Regions from separate parts of the Delphinus delphis genome. Here region 2 is linked to region 1. The links are chromatin contacts, called in public Hi-C maps. All regions are on one chromosome and are shown on one strand. Each heading gives the region's core, a stretch centred on a gene start, on an enhancer-like site or on the middle of the called end of the contact. The rest is flanking DNA. Distances are from core to core; before and after follow the strand shown. Region 1 holds the start of BNIP1 (BCL2 interacting protein 1). Region 2 holds the start of RPL26L1 (ribosomal protein L26 like 1).

The links. A called contact is a pair of places that touch in the nucleus more often than the background predicts.
Region 2: a contact with region 1 is called in a Hi-C map of lung, with 5 times the contacts expected there. The contact joins the promoter of RPL26L1 here to the promoter of BNIP1 in region 1. A contact is called at or near these places in 2 of 3 Hi-C or Micro-C datasets (lung and muscle).

The regions. Positions count from the first base shown.
Region 1 is chr3:24,761,898-24,768,628 of mDelDel1.2, reverse strand. It overlaps BNIP1 (BCL2 interacting protein 1), which reads left to right and starts at 5,371. Exons shown (of 6, transcript XM_060008377.1): 1 at 5,371-5,461. The coding sequence starts at 5,378. CREBRF (CREB3 regulatory factor) reads left to right here. Exons shown (of 10, transcript XM_060008375.1): 10 at 5,185-5,272.
Region 2 is chr3:24,890,113-24,896,700 of mDelDel1.2, reverse strand. RPL26L1 (ribosomal protein L26 like 1) reads left to right here and starts at 3,987. Exons shown (of 4, transcript XM_060006791.1): 1 at 3,987-4,063; 2 at 4,393-4,569. The coding sequence starts at 4,402.

The DNA of each region.
Region 1 (6,731 bases), core at 4,122-6,621:
AGTCTATTGTGGAATACCATTTCCCATGGAACTAAGGCCATTTCCACAACTTTGCACAGAACTGCAGTCTTGTTCTTCCCTCGGATCATGACAAATAAGCCTCACACAGTGCCGTAATACTTGTGGATTCTTTTGTAATCTTTGTAATCTTAATAAGGGCATTATGAGAAGATGACTCCATGTTTTTTTAATATTTCAAACACATTGGGATGTAACCATGAATGTCAACTGTAGGAATGGTTGTTTCGTTTTAAGGAATAAGCATGTTGGGGGAAGATGATGAAAATGTACTACTGACAGTTTTACACTTCCATAGACAAGTGGGATTATGTGTTGAAGCATAATCCTCGTGCTTAGTAAACTGACTGAAATTGTAGAAATTACACCTAGGAACTGAATTATGCCAAATTGCCATTTTCCTTTAGAAAAGAGAGATTTGGGGGTAGTGGTGAGGGAATAGAACCTTAAAACTACTTCCAGATAGTATTTTGGAATTGATGACTTGGTGACTAGTGAGGAACATCAAAGTTGGGTATTTCAATGTGCCAAGTTCGGGTGAACTAAGTTTGCCTCTTTCATAACAATGTAAACACAATGGTGTAGTTAATTAAATTATGGGTGGATGTGAGCGGGACTGATTACTGTGTCTTGCCCTTCGCCCTTTGTTTTTTTCAGAACCAAATAACAGAAATGTATATGTGTGTACTGTATCTGCCTTTTCACCACATTTTTATGACACTGTATTCCACTGCCTGCTTTTTTTTTTTTAACCTTCTTTCCCTAGGATTTGTCCTATAACTTAGCATTTGTGGTTAACAGTGATACTAGGGCTGACTGCACATAAGACGTCACAAGAGAAGAGCGGAAGGGCAAGAATTCAAAGTGTTTGTTCATACAATGTGGCGACCTCTTTTGCATAGTTGAGTAGGATCCTGTTTGTAATGCTATCATAAATATTCTGTAGTTTTGTTCCCCACTCCCCTAACTGTAGCTATGAAACTTTTTATTGGATTCAGTCTTGTCTATTGTCTAGAAAGAATTTTATCTCGTTGACGCATGAGCTGTTTAAAAATTATTCTATTAAATGTTGGTTAATAGTTGTGCAGTTTTTCTTTTCAGAAGAAAAGGCAATTCAAACATTGCCTTTGTTTTCTGTCACTTTCCAACCCCTCAGCACTTCTAGTCAGATACAGATTCATCAGTGTATGCAACATCCTTTGTAATTTAAAATAAAAAAAGATGAAAAGAAAAGGTTTTGAATTGTTTGCCTCATGCTTTCGTCCTTCCTTTTTCTGTTGCTTTTCTGTTGCTTTCCAAGGTGATCATCCACCCTTCAGAATAACCCACTGCAACAAAATTCCAAACTGGAGACAGCAGTGAACTCTTGATCGCGCTGCGCCTCTCTTGGTGTAGTGTGCGAACAGCTAACTTTTTTTTTTTAACATTTTGGGCTGCTTTTTCAATACTTTAGTTAAATTTAGCTATTACGTAGAATTATTCATTGACAAAAACATTTACATTCTTTATAGTTTAGAGCATAGTTTAGTTTATCCTTATTTCTCCTCCTTGATTCTTTGGCCAAGCGATTTCTCTGAGGGAAAGAAGGTATTTTGAGTCTCTCCTGACTTAAGCCTTTGTATGTGTTTGTGTGTTTCATAATTCTAAGTAGGTCCCCAAGCTAGGCTGGGCATATACATAGAACTGTTAAATCAGGGGACCCGAGTAAACACCACTGTAGCAGTGTGTTCCTTCGGCCAACAAACATTTGTTTAGCACTTTCTCTGCCAAGACTTGTGCTGCGTACTGGCCAGAAGGAGACTAAAGAGACCGCCACTAACGTTTAGTCTGCTAAGGGAGGCCACGTGTGAACAGGGCCACAAAACAACACAAGAGCTGTTAAACACACAAAGGGTTCTAGGTACATTACCGCAGAGGTATTTGCAAGGACACTGGTACCACATCAAGTGGGGTATGTTAAGAGAATTGACAGGCTGTGTGCATGACATCCCTGGTCCCTTGAAGAAGCCCTTTTTGCTTCATTTGAGTGACACTGAGGCTGTCAGGAAGCAAAGTGGGCCTAGCCTCTCATGGACTGGTTCTGCTTCAGGACTTGACCTCACAGGAGCCTCTGTCAGAGTCTGGGCACTTTAAGGAGCTGGGTGAGCCAGCCCTTCCAGTACAGCTCTTAGGAAACCAACCCTTCTGTTAGGTAGCACCCAGTGAGATGGGCTGTTCAGTTGTCTCTCGTTGCCCACATTGATTTCGGAACCAGGAGAGCACCTTAGAGAGAAAAACATTAGTTGGGAAATACTTTAATATCCCAGCTGAAAGGTTCAGAATAGGAAGAAGGCATTAGAAAGTCCTAGAAGGCTAGGGTGGCATTCATTAAGCCCCTGCTAGGTGCTTTCCTATCAGGGAACTCACCTGCTGCTCTCTGTGGCCCAGTAGGTGGGTGATCGTGTCCATTTTACAAAAGAGACTAGAACCAGATGCAGGGACTCACCCCAGACCCAGCTTAGGTGATACAGAACTCCAATTCAAATGGCAATCTGCTTGCAGCACTCAGAGACAATCCGTACCCCTCTGTAAGGGACCTGGCCAAGTCACTGGCAATATTTGGATGGATGTCTGTGTAGGAGGGAGATAATGGGCTTAGGGTCTGCAAACCAGAAAGAACTAAAGCCAGAACCTAGTAGATGCAGTAAACAAAAGCTAGTCTCAGGATCAGTAGGTAAAGGTGACGGAAGCAAAACAGCATTGGCAGTAGTCAGTGATGGGGAGTGCGGGTCACCAAATTGTATATCTATCCCTCAAAGATGGCCTCTAGCTGAAGGCCTTAGAATTGAGTCTTTTTTGTTAGAATGGAGTATGTTGGAGGGTGGAGAAAAGAGGAGCTATGTTTTCTCTAATTGCCTCATGGAAATGCAATTGGTGACTGTTGGTTGCAGAGGACTTTCCACCAAGTAGCATGATGGGAAAGGGGCTCAAGGTCACGTGGGCCTATCTACTGCGTGCAGAGTTTGGGTTTCTTCAGTGTCCTGAACAGGGAGCTTCTACTTGAGGATCCAAAACGTTTGACCTGAAGAATGTCAACCTCAGTTTCTTTAAAAGGTTTTAATCTTAAAATGTCTCCAGGAATGAACTTAAAAGAAAATGTACAAACTCTGAAGAAAACATTAAAATACTATGAAGGATACAGAAGACGACTTGAACAAGTGGAAAGATAGACCAAGTTCTTGAATAGGAACAGTCAACGGCATAAACCTGTCAGTCCTCCTAACTTAAATGAACAATTCAGTGCCATCCCGATAAGACATACCAATACGATTTCAAAAAACTAAAGTTCACATGGGGAAAAAAGTGGGGTGTTCGATCCTAACAGATATTAAAACACATAAAACTAATATTAAAACAGTATCATTTTGGTGAATGAATGAATAGGCCAACAGAATAGAATGGAAAGTATAGAAATAGATTCAGATGTATTTATATTTAATTTATATATTATAAATAATATTAATGTTATTAATTTATATATTATTTATATTTAATTTATATGGTAAGTGTGGCATCTGAAACCAGTGAGAAAAGGATGGATTGTTCAGAAAATAGTGTTGGAACAACTGGGTAACCCTCTGGAGAAAGTAAACTTGGCTCTGTATCTCCCACCATAAGCCAACACATATTTCAAAATGGGTAAAGATCTAAATGTAAAAATAAAATTTCAAATAAAACTTTTTTAAGGCCCAAAACACCATAAAAGCCAAGTCAAAATTCTGTAGACTAAGAGACAAAGCTCATTTCTAAGGGCAAATCCTCCTACTATCTAAAGAACTCTGGGAGCTGATATGAAAAAGACTGACAACCTAATAGAAAAATGAGCAGATAGTAAAATAAATACAAGTAGTTCTCCATTCATGATAAGAGAAATGAAAATTGAAAGATGGCATTTTTCACTTAATCAGATTGGCAAAAATCCCAGTGTTTGTTAACACACCGTGTGTACGAGGCCGTGAGAAAGCAGGCATTTGTACCACATTGCTGGTGGGAGTGTAAATTGATATAACTTCTATAAAGAGCAATTCGGTAGCATGTATCAGAATTTTAAAATGCATATATCCTTTGACCTAGCAATTCCATTTGCTCTAGGCAACTCATTATCTCTCTGTGCCTGTTTCCTCATCTGTAAAAAGTGGATAGCTCTACCTCACAGGGTTGTTGTGAGAGTTAAGTTAGAATGATACATATAAAGCACTTAGTACAAAGTACCTGGCACAAGGGAAGTGCTCCACAAATGTCAGTAATATAATAATAGTCATGTGCATTGCATTCTTACGATGTACCAAATTACTACATTGTGCTTGGTGCTTTTTATGTATTACCTCTTTTAATCTTTCAGTCAGTGCTGTGGTCACCAGCATTTAGCCTCTGAAGCACAGAGATGTGAAGTGGGTTGTCAAGCAGGATTCAAGCCAGGGCAGATGCCCAAGCCTGCAATATACAGCCTGTTTATTAGGTGCAGTGGGGTGATGAACACCTTAAGGGAGGGTGTTCCCTCCAAGGCTACAGATCCAAAAAGAGCTTGAAGAATCCAGGAAGGAGACAGGGCTGTGTGGGGTACCTGATGCCCTTGAGGTTCAGCTAAGAAATTTGGACTAGTTAATAAAAATTCAATGAAAGAGCCTCCATCTGTTGAGGGTCTGTTCTTAATTATTTCCATCGAAACTACTCCAGCGAGGTAAATTTATTAAATCCAATTGTACACAAAAGGCAACCACCAGGAGCCAGTGAAGGGGTGTAAGCTGGAATGTGGCTTGATCAGTTGTGCGTTTTAGGAAGATCCCTCGGACCGTGGGCTGGACTGACAGGAAGTACCCTAGCAAACTGCTTTGAATTCCGTACATTTAAAAAAGTAATGATAACATTTGTCATTTTTTTCTTTCACTCCACAATTTATATTCACTGTAGAAAATATGAAAAATACAAGAAAGTTTAAAGAAATATAAAAAACTGTTAATTCCACCTTCCAGAGACATCCCAATTGATACTTTTCCTCCAGTTTTTTTCCCCCCTCTATGCAAAAAATATGCAGTCATTAGAGTGACTGATGGGCGGAAGATGGGGAGAGGCCCCTGTTAAAGCGTTGCTGATAATTCCCTCCTCTCTTTCTCTCCGTCTTACCAGGTCCACACCAAGGGGCCGACTGATTTCTCCCACGAGTCAGGGAAAGTCCACACGACTCGGCGCTACCACCCTCGCTCGCCGCAGGCCGGTCTCTAGGGGTCGCTGCCGCAAAACCCGACGGGGAAGAAGGAAGCCGGTGCAAAAACGCGTTGGAATTTGGGCACCGCGGCAGCCCGTAGCCGGCTTTCCCAACATGGCGTTTCCCCAAGACGTCCACGTCAGGATCTGTAACCAAGAGATTGTCAAATTCGACCTGGAGGTGAAGGCGCTTATCCAGGTACTAATGCCCCGGACCCCCGCCGGGGTCCAGTAGCCCTAAACCCAAGCTCCACTGGCCTTCTGTGAGCTCGGCGGTCTCACTCCCGAGCTTTTCCCCCTTGGTCCCGTCCCCTTCGTCCCCTTGACCGTTGGCCTTGATACTCCATCTGGCTGCCGTTGGCTCGCCCTCTTCCGGGACGCCCCCTCCACCTCAGCCCCGACCAGCCTTCCCCTTTGTGGTCCCTCCCCTACACACCTCTGGCCGTCGCCTCGCCCCCACGACAGCCTCAAAGCTTACCTGTCATCCTGCTTGGCCCCGCCTTCTGGCACCGTCCTCTCCATCCTTTGGTAGCGTCCTGGAAGCCATTAGCCTCGCCCCCTGCTGGCCAGCTCCCTGGGTCCGATGCCCCGTGGCACCAAAGGCCACCTGGCATGGGAGGCACCGTTCGTTACGTGAAACGAACGTCACCTGGACCGTAGTTGAGATTGTTGTAAATGAGGAAATCGAGTCTGCCTGGATCAGAAAGCAGATACTGGCAAAACTGGGACCCGGACAGGGAAAGTCAGTCTGTAGAAAAGACTTAAGAGTCTACTCTTTCCTTTAACAGATGGGGTAATTGAGGTCCTTTGCCTTAAGCCAATTTTAAGGGTAGAAGGTAGTATTGCAGTAAACCAATTGGCATAGGCAAGAGTTAGGAATGTAGAAATGGTTCCTTGAGTTTAGCAAAAAGAAACCAAAAGTTTAAAACCTTCCTTTTAGGCAGATCGTTTCCATTTCCAACAAATGTTACTAAACATTCTATGTAGACTCAGAGTTTGCAACTAGCTGTCGTAAAAGGTGAAGGAAAGTAAGGCTACCCACGGAAATCAGATGCAAAATAAACCAAATTAATAGCTTATTATATGTTGCAAGGACTGTGATTTAACGAGTAATCCAGAGAACAAGTGAGGCAACTTGATGCAAACATTTAAACGTCTTGAACTTCACATTTCCCATGTGTAAACTACAAAACATCTGGACCAATTCTAGAAAAATAAATTTAAGATTCAGAACAGATGAAATTGCCTTTTCACATAATCTAAATTGCTTAAGCGCCCTTTTGCACTTTCCAACATTTGCATTCTCATGATGAGAGCAATTGATGATAGCTAGATTTAGCCTACTCTTACTGTGTTCCAGCTCCTCTGCTAAGCCCTTTACATAGGTACCTGGTCTGTGAAGTGGGTATGTTGTGATGAGGAAACTGAGGCACAGAGGACTCTAACTTTCAAGGTTACACAGCTAATAA
Region 2 (6,588 bases), core at 2,738-5,237, 130 kb before region 1:
ACTGCAATGAGAAGCCCGTGCACCGCAATGAAGAGTAGCCCCCGCTCGCCGCAACCAGACATAGCCCACGCACAGCAATGAAGATCCAACGCAGCAAATAAATAAATAAATAAAATTTAAAAATAAAAAATAAATTCAAAACAGCCTACAAAAGAAAGCCAAGTTGAACATTGGGGATCTTCTTAAGCAAAAATTTAAAACCCTTACAACATGATTTTAATTACACAAATAATACATGCTCATAGCTCCACTGAAGGAAAGGCAGAAAAGAGCAAAAAGGGAAAAATTAAAAAGGAAAGTTAAAGTTACCCATAATCCCACTAATCAGGGATCATCATTGTTAATGTTTTAGTGATATTCTTCCGTAAACAAAATCGGATCATGCCGTTAACATTATTTTGTAGTTTACTTTTTTCCTCACATAATGGACACCTTCCAATGTTACTAACAGTGGATCTCCTCATTATCTCATTGGCTACCAGGTAACAATAATCATATTGAATATCTCATGGTGGATCACATTCAGCCTCTGCTCCCATCTCATTCAGAATCTCTTTTCTCACCTGTAACAGGGACAATTTAAAGGGTTGTTTAGCAGAATAAATAAGGTAATGTTCATAAAGCTGTTAGCACAATGTGTGAGTAAAATGCTCAGCCTAATACAACTAGCCATTATTATTCACTCATTTAAGAAATAATAATTTCTGGGAATTCCCTGGTGATCCAGCGGTTAAGACTTCGTGCTTTCCTTGCCGAGGGCCCGGGGTTCAATCCCTAGTCAGGGAACTGAGATCCCACAAGCCGCGCAGCGTGGCTTAAATAACTAAACTTTTTCTTTTTTAAAGAAATACTTTCTACCATGTATTAAGTGCTTACTTTGTGCCAGACGTTGTGCTGAGGGTTCATTGAATCCTGACACCAAACTGATGAGGTGGGTACTCTCATCATTCCCATTTCACAGATGAGGAAAGTGAGTGACCAAGAGGCTAAATATCTTATCCAAAAGCTCCAGAGCCGGGAAGTGGTGGATATCCAAACCCAGGCAGCCGGAATCCAGGGCTCTCACACTTTCCCACCACATCACCCTCTGCCTTGGAGACATAAAAATATTTTCCTGGCCTATCCTCTGAGCCCGGCACTGTGCTAGGCCCTGGGGCTTCTACGCCAGTCCCTGTGCATGTTTCCAAGGTAGGCATGAAGCAGGATAGTAGCCAATTCTAATAAATCCTTATTAGAACGACAGAAACCCTGGCTGAGGTTCTCTCACCAGCTTATCTGGCGATGTCCTTGTAGCTGTCTTAATTCTGTTGAGCCACAGGGGGCAGAGGGTAGGGGTAAAGAAAAGCCTTACTGCCCTGGTTGAGCGTGAACAATCTTGATAATCTTGGGTTGTAATGATCTACCCTCACATGGCTGCCCCTCACCAGTGAGGCCCTGTGCTCCTTGGGAGCAGGGACGGGACTTCACTCCTCCCCAGATCTCTTTGATCTAGCCCTGTACCTGTGGCTCCACGTAGGTATCAAATAAATGGTGAATAAATTAATGAGCAAATGGATGAATGTGTGGGTAAATGGCTTAATGAATGTGATAGGGAAGTAATGAATGAGCAGAGAAGGAGCCAGTGAGCAAGTGAATGAATGACTGCATGAATGAATGAATTCATCAGGGGGCTTTGGTCTGATGAACACTGTGAGGGCTGCTCTGAGAAGCCCTCTATGACCATCTATGTGCACTCGGTCACAATGGCGTCTGCCCCTGCCATGCCCATGAGAAGTGTCTTCCTTTCTCCCCCCCAGATTTATTGAGATATAACTGACCTATAATATTCTGTAAGTTTAAGGTGTGCAACGTGTTGATTTGATACACTTACATACTGCCTCATGATTACCACAGCATTAGTGATCACTTCCAGCACCTCACATAATTACCATTTCTTTTGTGTGTGTGTGTCTGTGTGTGGTGAGGACATTTAAGATCTTCCTTTCTCATGACTGTTCCCCCCACGTCCTTACTTTTGGAGCCTATAATGGGTGGTCTTTCAGTTGCTATTGCCTCAACAAATTTCACCCCGCTTACTGCTGCTACCCTGGCTTCTGCAGACAGCCCAGGTGTAGCCATCCTCCCTGAGTCTGAAGGCCAGAGGGCTCCAACACTGACCTCAGGGGATCTGGAATTAAACCTTAAACAGCACCCAGCAAGTCTAGAGATCAAGCCAGATGCCACTGTTGATCATGAGGATGAGTAAATGCTGGTATTTCATAATTTCATCACCATATGTTAGGGAACACCCAAACTGGGAGAGAACAGGGGACCTGCCTGAGTCAGGCAAGTCTTTCTTTTTTTTTTTTTTTTTGGCTCCACCGCGGGCATGCGGGAACTTAGTTCCCCCACCAGGGATCATCGAACTCGTGTCCCCTGCAGTGGAAGCACGGTGTCTTAACCACTGGACCGCCAGAGAAGTCCCATCTCTTCTTTCTATCTGGCGTCTGGTACAAAGTAGGCGCTCAACAGATATGAATTGAATGAGTCAATCCATTCAATGAATCCATTCAACCAATCACTGAGAGCCTCCCGCACAGCGGAGCCGGGATTGGAGGCCTCTCATTCCCAGAGGCCGCGCAGAGGGACTCTCAGTCTGACGAGAGGGGTGGTGCCGGCGACACTGGGTTGCCTACCCCAGGCGGGAGGCGGAGCTCGGGCACCACCAGGCGGGGCGAGGCGGGGACAAGGTGGGCAGGGCGGGGTGGTGGGGGCCGGAATGAGTGGGGCGGGGCAATAGCTACAAACCCGCAGGCGCGCTAGTCTGCAGAATCCCGGCTGCCCTAGCCGGCTTTTAAAGAAGACTCTCAACGGAGTTAAAAGGGGAGAGAGAGCACAGCTTCAGTTAGCATGGCGCATTGCACGTGTTTACATCAAACACGGAAAGCTTACAGTTTGCGTCATTGGGAGTTAATGGCAAAAGTCTGACTCTGGTGAGGCCTGTCCTTAGGGCTGTCCTGGAGCAAGGCCTCCGCTCTCTTTAGGAATAATAGGTGGCTGTAATTGAGCGCTATGCGCCAGACACTGTTCTAAACACAAGAAACGGATTAACTCATTTAGTCCTCGTAACAACTCTATGAGTCATCTACTTAAGATCATCCCCATTTCACAGATAAGGAGCCAAGGTCCAGCAACGTGAAGAGGCACTTGGGTTCAGGTCTCACTACAACTCCAGCTCTTCTAAAAAGGGCTAGAAGACTGGGGTGAAATTTGTTTGTTTGGTACGCAGGCCTCTCACTGTTGTGGCCTCTCCCGTTGCGGAGCACAGGCTCCGGACGCGCAGGCTCAGCGGCCATGGCTCACGGGCCCAGCCACTCCGCGCCATGTGGGATCTTCCAGGACCGGGGCACGAACCCGTGTCCCCTACATTGGCAGGCGGACTCTCAACCACTGCGCCACCAGGGAAGCTCTGGGGTGAAGTTTTGCAAAGCCAAGTGGTTGGTTTGTAATGACGCTCAAACATGCGTGCGCCTCAAAATCTTTGGTGAGGGGAAGTGCTTGCTCTAAATTCAGAGCCCCAGACCCCGACCTAACGCTGTCTGATTCTGCAGGGCTGTGGTGGAACACAAAAATCTGCATTTTGAACAGGCTCCTCGGTGATTTTGAAGAAGCAAGTTAGCCGATTGCATTTACAGCAATGTTAAATCATGATGTTAAATTACCCCTACCATACGCCTAGACGACCTCTGCGGAGGGTAACGGGCAAAGAGTTTGGGGTAGGAGAGAGACTACTGATAATGTACCTATTAAAAGAACATCAACAAGCCTTTATTGCAGGCCCTACAAAAGTGCCCCTTCTCCCCAGCGGCACGAAGTCACCGGGTTCCAGGCATGACTCCCGGAGCCGCCTAGCGCTCCCGTGGCCCCCGAAAACGAGGCACTGCGATCCCACCCCATGCCGGAGGGGACGCTATTCAGTTTCGTTCCGATAGGAATGGAGCATTGCTTTCTTTCTGCGCTTGCGCGGCAAGGAAGCCTCACTTCCGGCCTTGCGCGCCCAGGGTCTGAAACCTGCGGTCGCCAGGTAGGTGAGTGCAGGGGCTGCCTGCCTCCCTGGAGGTGTCTCTGCGGGACCCCGAACCGTGCAGTCCGAGCCCTCCTCCCTCGGTTAGCCTCAAGGTCCCAGTGCCACCTTCGGCCCAGATCCGTTTAGTCAAGCATGTGCTCCCCACGCACGCTTTCCTCTGTGTAACACCCAGACCCCTCACATCCTTCGTTTTTCTTCAGTCGCCTTCTTCCGAGGCCACCTCCCTAGAGCCCTTGCGCAGGGATGGGAGAAGTGTCCCGGATGCAGAGAATGCCCCGGTACCCCATTGAGCGTCCCTTCTCTCTCTCCCTTGCCTTTCTTTGCAGACCGTCACCATGAAATTCAACCCCTTCGTGACCTCGGACCGCAGCAAAAACCGCAAACGTCACTTCAATGCCCCCTCCCACGTGCGCAGGAAGATCATGTCGTCTCCACTCTCCAAGGAGCTGCGGCAGAAATACAACGTTCGCTCCATGCCCATCCGCAAGGACGACGAGGTCCAGGTATGTGTCCTCCGGGCTCTAGTTACCCAGCTGCGTGGCGCTCGGGCGCCGCCTTTGCCTGAGAACGTCGAGTGTGCTTGGACGTGGAGGACTGGCAGGTAATGTGAGCCTGCAGATGTGTTAGACCGGAGATGGGGCCCAGAGTCACCAGAGAGCGCCTGTCCAGCCTAATTTAGAGCATTCCAACTCAATTCTTTAATAATAATAATTTGAGAAATATACTGTACCAACCAAGCAAAACTCTTGTTTTCTTATTTTGTCTGCGGAGGCTGCTAGTTTGCCAGGCATTACCCAGGGTGGCTATTTGAACCAGACTTTGCAGGGGAATGTTTTGCAATAAGAGTAGGGTCTTGTTATCATTGAGTTTAGTGGAAGCTGGGCATTTGATGGTGCTGGACTTGGCAGGGAGAATGGAGAAGCAGCAGCAAGTCAGAGGCCTGAAATTGTGAGAGTACGGCCCATGTGAGAAGGTATAAGCCCTCTGTTCTTTGTGCCTGGAGCTTAGGATTAGGATGTGTAGTAGAGAGGGGAAGTGAGGGTGAGTAAAATAGACAGGGGCTATGTTCATTCCTTGAGGGAATATTTATTGAGCACTTACCAGGCAGTGTTCCCTAGAACACTAACAGTGCACAGGACCTACAGGCCCCTCTTAAAACCTCAGCACTATTGACTTCTTGGGCTGGATAATTCTTTGTTGTGCTGAGCTCTCCTGTGCACTGTAGGATGTTTAGCAGCATCCCTGGTCTCTCCCCACTAGATGCCAGTAGCACCTCCTCACAGTTATGACAAGCAGAAATATTTCCAGGTGTTGCCCAGTGTCTCTGGGGAGCAAAATCCACCCCTGCCACCCTCCCCCAGTTGAGAACCATTGTTTTAGAGAATGAAGTAAGGGATTTGGTGGATCACCTAAGGCACTGGGACTCTGAAGCTTTGAGGAGGAAAAGACTGGAAGCAGGGGATAAGTTAGGCTGAGATTGTAACAGGAATAGCATAGAAAAAAATAATTCAGAAGTAGGGTTCAACCTCTTCTCTCCTGGATCCTTCCCATCAGGCATGTTCTAGAATGGGGGGGATTGCAAATGCCTCTAGGGTCTAGTTAGGCAAATTAAAGGAAGTGGGCTCTTTTAAGGGAGATAGTCATATACCCTCAGCCCATTGCTGCGCTAGGGAAATGAAGACTCTTCAGTTACGTTCAGTTGTTGTCAGATTCTTCAGTTTTGCAAGAGACCTGGAAAATCTGGATTCTTTACTTTATAGAAACTGCTCTTGGCTGAGATCACCAATAACCTCTTATTTATTTATGTATGTATGTATGTATTTACTTATTGCTGCATTGGGTCTTCATTGCTGCGTGGGGCTTTCTCTTTCTTGCGGTGCACGGGCTTCTCTTGTTGTGGGGCATGGGCTCTAGGCGCGTGGGCTTCAGTACTTGTGGCACGTGGGCTCACTAGTTGCGGCTCGCGGGGTGTAGAGTGCAGGCTCAGTAGTTGTGGCGCATGGGCTTAGTTGTTCCACAGCATGTGGGATCGTCCCGGACCAGGGCTTGAACCCGTGTCCCCTGAATTGGCGGCAGACTCTTAACCACTGTGCCACCAGGGAAGTCCCCACTGACCTCTTTGTGACTAAATTCAGTGGTCACATCTTGGTCTCACTGTCCTTGACTTTTGTTTTTGTTTTTTTTCTGGCTGCGTTGAGTCTTTGTAGCTGCGTGTGGACTTTCTCTAGTTGCAGCGAGCGGGGGCTACTCTTCATTGTGGTGCACGGGCTTCTCATTGCCGTGGCTTCTCTTGTGGAGCATGGGCTCTCGGTGCGTGGGCTTCAGTAGTTGTAGCACGCGAGCTCAGTAGTTGTGGCTCACGGGCCCTAGAGTGCAGGCTCAGCAGTTGTGGCGCACGGGCTTAGTTGCTCTGCGGCGTGTGGGATCTTCCCGGACCAGGGCTCGAACCCATGTCCCCTGCATTGGCAGGCGGATTCTTAACCACTGCGCCACCAGGGAAGCCCTGTCCTTGACTTTTTCAG